Linked DNA regions of Capsicum annuum: region 2 is linked to region 1. Evidence: chromatin contacts called from public Hi-C data. All regions are on one chromosome and are shown on one strand. The core of a region is the stretch at or near the end of the contact, and the rest is flanking DNA. Distances in the headings are between cores, read along the strand shown.

Region 1 (3,720 bases), core at 1,015-3,514:
TCAGTGTCATCATCAATTTTCAAAGGCATACTTTTTTCTCGCCAATGAGCCTCTTTTGAAGAGCCGACACTAAACAATTGATATTTCACTTAATCGAAAATTTTTTCAATTCTTTTGTTCATATATTTGTCGCTGAAGCTTATAAATATTAATCTTAGACTAAACAAATATATTTGTATTTTTTTTCTATCTACGCTTTTTAAAATTACAGCCCACACTTTATTCATGTTTTTGAAAAGCCCCAATGGATCTTACAACTTTTTTACGCTTTTTTCTTTTGATAACACTGGAGTTGGGTAGTGATAGAAGTTGTGTAGTGTGTAGTATTATCAAACCGGATAAGAGATGAATAAATTTCAGAATGCAAGAAAAATCCACCAGCTATTAAACCATGTTTCTACAAGGCTAACCTCTTATATTCATCTTTTCCCTTTTGCTCGGAATAGAATTAATCATGTCAAGTTAATTTAGCACTAGACATCAGCTTTAACCTAAAGCTTCCGCCTTAATCTCAGTACCCCCACCAGATAAACTGAAAACAAAGTTGTAAGAAGTCCAGACTCAGAGTCAAAGTTGAAACTTTTAATCTCAACCTACTTAATCTATGCAAAAACAGGAAACATAATCAATTTAACTATGCTTCAAGCCCAAATTAGACTGAACGAATCCTTCTAGTCGCTGACTAGATTATAAATGCCCCAAGCAAACTCCTATCCTCGCAAAAGGTTCATATCAACTAAGTTAATTCCAAATAATTGGTATGCATATATGAAATCTTTGCTTTTTCCTGTTTTTTCTTCTAGGCAAACTATAAAGAATGTTGTAAGGCAACTTAGCCCACCCCAGCCCCCCACAAGAGAAATCCAATTGCAGCAACAATAAGACAATCAAAAACAACAACATACCCAGTGAAATCCCACAAGTCCCACAAGTGGGGTCTAGGGAGGTAGAGTGTACGCAAACCTTACCACTATCTCGTGGAGATAAAGAGGCTATTTTGAAAAGATCCTCGGTTCAAGTACAACAAATACAAGTACAAATAAGAAGAAAGCATAACAACTAACAAGGAAAGCAGTGGAAAGCCTATATGAAGTATGAACAGAACAAGAACAACAACAAAAATAGTGTGATAACTGAAACACAATAAACAACAGACGATGACAGATATCAAAAGCATGAACTACAGTCACAGCTAGTACAACCATAAACACCAACAAGCCTAAACCCTAGAAAATAAAGATAACACTGCACTACCTACTAATGTTCTACCCTAATACGCACCCTCCACACCCTCCTATCTGTAAAACAATCAAAATTAGAAAAAATAAAATATATGTCAAATTTACAGTCATGAAGCCATGCAGAAATCAACAATCACTCCTTTGGGATGCCCAATAGAAACGAAAAAAGTAGGTGATTTCTTCCCATCTTTCCTAGCCTTAATGGACAGAATTACCTAAAACCTGCGCACAAGCTAGCACCGACACCACAGTTACCAAAAAAATCACCCCTTTGGGATGGAAGATAATCCCAATCACTTTCCAATCCCAAACACACACACACCACACACAAGGAAACATGAAGCTAAATCAAGAATTCAGGATTATGGCCTTTTCTTTTTCGGAAAACCGTGGTGAGCTTTCGCGCACATCGACTAAATCGACGGCCACCTCCTACCACCAACAAATACCAGGTAACTCTATCTACCAACGGTAGGACAGATGGGAAGAATTGTCTGGTGTTCTTTACCTCTGCTAGAATTCAAACCTGAGACCACTAGGCCACACCCTTGGGTGCAAGCATTTCCATCAATAAACATTCAAATAACACAAAATTTAGACGAAAAACATCAAAATTATTGAAAGAAATGAAAAGGATATAAGTAATTATTACCTAAAAACGCAAAAAAAGCTTCAATTGAGAATCAAACAGCTCCATTTGCACCCCAAAAAAAAACGAACAGTCACACGGCAATCATAGAACAAAAAAAAAAAGTTCAATTGAAATTGAGTGGAGGGTATTTTGGTGGATTTCATTACATCATCGGATAAATCGAAAGAAGTTTGAAGGGTGAACGTTGATTTTTGGTTGGCTCGGAATTTTGTAATTCTTGTACAACAAACAGTGCCTAAGCTAGTTGCAGAGATTGTTGTCGTGGAGGTTGGGTTACACGCGCGCGTGAGAAGATACGGGGAATATGAGGAGAAGTTTGTGACTATCATGGGTGGGTCCCATTTGACAAAAACGTAATGCTATTGGTCTGTGACGTGACTGCCTCGTGCGGTGGCACGTGTGGTTAAAACCTCATTTTCATTCGGTATTTGATATTCGTCTCATATTGTTGACATTGTTAATCAATTTTATTACTATATAGTATTTTTAATCCATATTAATGAATGAATATAAAAATAATTTATTTAAACTTTTAAAGCGTATATTAATTATAGAGAAAAATTAAAAAATAATATTTATTATATTTTGATTTAGTAAATGATCAATTAATTTTGATTTTTAGTAAGATGATCAATTAATATATAACGGAGAAAGTAATAATCTATTCGTAATAACATGAAAATATTTGAAATTTTCTCAAAATATTTTTTCACTTTATTTAAAAAATAGCTTTTAATCATAAAAATTTTAAATATAATTTAAAATTATATTTGAAACTTAAAAAATACTCAAAATCTTGTTTTTACTTTTTCTAAATTTTTCTTTTTCAAATTTATCTCAAAATTTTTTATATTGTTTACAAAAATAATTTTTTAAAATTGTTTCATATATTTTAGATAAATTACATTAAAATTTATATATTTATGTTAAAAAATATTTAAATACAACGTCAACTCCAATTTCAACTTTAAAAATCTAAATAAAATTGCATTCATGGACATGCCCAGTAAACTCTCTTTATTCGTGGGAAAAGGATTTTAATATTCTAAGTAATCCTGAGATAAAATACATTTTATCTTATATTTGATTGGAGGAATTAATCAATATCGAGATAACTTATTCGCTATTTACACTGAAATAACTTATTCATGATGAGATAAATTATTTTAAATAATCTTGAAATAATTAATTCCAAAATTAGTTATTCAGGGATAACTATTTTCCAACCAAACTACCAAAAAAAAAAAAAAAAGAAGATTTTAATAATTGTGAGTTGAATACTATAGAATTCAAAGTGGTCTTTCGGTGGATTAAAGGCCATGTTGGGAGGCCCTCCGTTTTTATTTTTTTAAATTTCAATAATGCTTTTTTTTGGGGCGGGGGGGGGGGGGGCGCGTTAACCATATCGTAATGCTAACACACCCGGGGTGAGTGGTACCTTCGTTTTCTTTATTTGCTTAGAATTAGTGGTCATTAAGAATCTTGGAGACACGTGTCAGTCATAGAACCAATATTCATGTTAATACAACAACCAACAATAACATATCTAAAGTATTTCCATATAATGGGGTCTAGGAAAGGTAGAGCGTACGCAGATCATACCACTACCTCAGGTGCAGTAGAGAGGTTATTTTCGATAGACCCCCAACTCAGGACCGATAACAATATAACAGACACAAAATATAAATGCATATACACTAATACAGTATGCAAAATAAACTAACACTGCTAGCTAATACAAAAAACAATACAGCCACAAGATAATACTATAAACTATCTATTCGAGACATCACTCAAACACCACGAACAAGAAACTTCAGACACAAA
Region 2 (3,404 bases), core at 566-3,065, 790 kb before region 1:
TAAAAAAAAAAAAACTTGAAAATTTAAGGTCTCCATTTGATTTTCGCCTTTGGCCAACAATTTGCTTGAGCCGATCTTGAAATGCCTACAAGCTAATTCAGACATCATAGTTACAAAAAATAATAAAATAAATATTCCTTATACAAAAAATATAAATAAACATAAAATTTATTAAGATTTAAGAAATCATTAACAGAAACGAAGACTTAAAACAATTGGTAAAATTACCTCTATATGATCAGGAATAGAAATGCAAGATAAGTCCGTCTATAATAGATCCTTATAATTCAATCTTTTTCCCCACGCAATACATAGCGGGAGCTTTAGAAATAGTCCGATAAAGCGTATTACAAAAATAATACAAACATTAAATTTATGTATTATTAGTACCTTATTTGGTACAAAGGTACTAATAATACATAAATTATTATGTACTAATAATACATAAAGAGACGAACCCTTGAGTCCAAAGAATTCAGGTTGATTAGGAGCAAGACAGAGTATATGGAATGCAAGTTTAGTGACTTGAGGCAGAAGGACGAGGTGGTAGTTAGGTTGGATTCCTAGGTTGTGGGTAGGAGGGATAGTTTTAAGTATCTCAGGTCCATGATTCAGGGGAAATGGTGAGATTGATGAGGATATCTCCCGCAGTATTATGACAGGTTGAATGAAGTGGATGCTCGCCTCGGGAGTGTTGTGTGATAAGAAGGTGCCGCTCAAACTTAAAGGAAAATTTTACAGAGTGGCAATTCGTCCGGCCATGCTGTATGGAGCGGAGTGTTGTCCAGTGAAGAACGCCCATATCCAAAAATTAAAAGTGGCGAAAATGCGGATGTTGTGTTAAATGTGTGGACTTACTAGAAGTGATAAGGTTATGAATGAGAGTATCTGGGAGAAGGTTTGAGTGGATTCGGTAGAGGACAAGATGCGGGAAGTTCTGTTGAGATAGTTCGGACATGTGAGAAGGAGGGGCACGGATGTCCTAGTTCGTAGGTATGAGAGGCTGGCTTTGGATGATTTCAGACGGGGTAGGGGCAGACCAAAGAAATATTGGAGGGAGGTAATTAGACGTGACATAGAGCAGTTACAGCTTACTGAGTACATGACCCTAGATAGGAAGGTTTTGGAGGATGCGAATTAGGGTAGAATGTTAGTGCCTGTGGGTGGTAGCAGTCAGTAGTTAGGAGAGCTTTGGGGTGGGGGTGCCTTTGGCTTGTTAGTATAGGGTATTACTGTGTGGGTGTTTCATTTCTATTGTGCCATCTTGTTTCATGCTCTATTATGAATTTGCTTATTATTTTTTATCCTGAGCCGGAGGTCTATCGGAAACAGTTTTGCTATCTCTCCGGAGGTAGTGGTATGGACTACGTATATTTTACCCTCCCCAGACCCCACTGTGTGAAAATACACTGAATTTGTTGTTGTTATTGTTATATTTGGTACACTTTTCAATCAGTGTTTAACTACTAGCTCTATTTGGTGTTAAAATCTGCATAACTAAATCAAATACTGCATAAGAGAAATTTCAGCATAATTAATGCAAACATCACTAATATTAGCATACTAATACATCATATTTTGCACTATTATTAGAGGGTGTTTGATCATGAGAATATTTTTTTCTCAAAAATTATATCAATTTAGTAAAAATTGTAGTATTTGACCATAAAAATTTCAAAAATTGTATTTGGAAACTTTTACTTCTCTCACAAAAAACAAAAAATAACTTCAATCTATATTTATGACTAAACATAATTTCAAACTTCTACTTCAAAAAATTTAGATTTTCAAACACCCAAGCAGGCCATACACCTACTGAGACATTCTACCAAACGATCCCTTAGTGGATCAGGTTGTTTTTTGTTTTTTTAATAATATAAAATCAATTGACATTAATTGGGGGACTGAGCACGTGTAATGTTTGTTTTATTTTGAGAAAAAATAAAAAGAAGAAGAATTTCCCTTGGTTTCGTTAAGGCGGGGAAAGGAGTGAGAGTCGTTTGGAAGATGGGGAGTTGGTCATACCCAGATGCATCTCTGGAAGATTTGGTGAAAATGGTAAAAGGGTTCATAGATATGACCATTCTTGCTTCTGGGCATCAATCATCTGGTCGTCTTGCCCACTGGGATTCCCAAAACATTAAGAATGCGCTTCAGTTGGCTCTCTTTCTTGAACACGTCAGTCCCTCTTCTCTCTTTAATCAAAATTAACAAACTCTTAAATATTGTTGCTAAAATTGTGTGTAAATTGCTTTTAATATGTGTGCTGAATTCTTGAACCCCTTCTTCAAAAAAATACAGTGTATATATAAGGTCAAAAGTATGTGTGCGTGTGTGTATATATGTGTATATGTTGAATTCTTTTAATTTCTTCGTGTGTTTACATCTTTATATTCTGAGCCTCTTAATGAAAATGCTTGCTCTGCCACCAGCTGTTGTACCCTTATTTGCTACTCTTTTATCATATTATAAGGAATCTACAGATTTAGACAGTAATTGTATTCTCCTTTCAGCTTTGCTTTTTGTAAAGCCCATTTTTTGGTTCTAAGCTGTTGATAGAGAGCATGCATGTATAGTTGGTCCCAACTAGGGGTGGAGCCAGGTAGGGTCAAGGGGATTGGACCCTGTTTGACGAAAAATTACATTATTTATGTGTTATCTATGCATAGTAGATATTGAATTCCCTTTGGCATCTTTGTGTATTTGCATTTTCAAATTTTGAACCTCCTTAATGAAAGTTCCGACTCTACCACATGCATCAACTAGTTTGAGATTAAGGTGTAGTTGGTTGATTGCTTGATTCCAGTTCTCCCATCAGTCGTTATCACTAGTTAACATAGCGCTTGGATCTTCCTTAAGCTGTTTTATTTTCAAGTATAACTGTCTCAATTGCAGTTGGGAAAGAAGGGTGGAGACAATTAATCAATGCAGTTTGTTTTCTTGAAAATTACAGATGTGTTTGTTTTATGCTCTGGTTGATCCTCTGTTACGACTGCTTAATGTTGCTACTTTAGTGGAAAATGTTGATGCTTTAGGTTGTCCATTGAGATGTATATGTTTTCCTTGCTTCCATAAACCCTCTTGGAAAACATGTTGTAGATAAACTGTGGCTTATTCTGCCTCTGCATATAGGTGATGAGAGACCTAAGTAGCTCAGACGACTACAGAGACTCTTTGGAGGAGCTTGATGCAGCTTTATGTGGAGTGATCTCTAATCCATATTTCCCCCAGGTAGTCGATTTGTTACATGTCCTCGACAAATTATTTATCAGCTAGGTTTTGATCGTAAATGAGAAGATTGCTTCCGTAGAAAGATGAAAGTGGATTCACATTCATGAACATATGGATTATATAAGAAGAAGAAAAAGAAGAAGACTATTATTAGTTTGTTTTTTTGTACTTTC

What was found. A called contact is a pair of places that touch in the nucleus more often than the background predicts.
Region 2: a contact with region 1 is called in a Hi-C map of placenta, with 4 times the contacts expected there. The contact joins the promoter of LOC107863905 here to the promoter of LOC107863907 in region 1. A contact is called at or near these places in 3 of 5 Hi-C or Micro-C datasets (bud, leaf and placenta).

What each region holds. Positions count from the first base shown.
Region 1 is chr3:39,786,628-39,790,347 of UCD10Xv1.1, reverse strand. It overlaps LOC107863907 (protein PHOSPHATE STARVATION RESPONSE 1), which reads right to left and starts at 2,264. Exons shown (of 8, transcript XM_016710105.2): 1 at 1,894-2,264.
Region 2 is chr3:40,578,056-40,581,459 of UCD10Xv1.1, reverse strand. It overlaps LOC107863905, which reads left to right and starts at 1,815. Exons shown (of 12, transcript XM_047409306.1): 1 at 1,815-2,178; 2 at 3,133-3,231. The coding sequence starts at 2,008.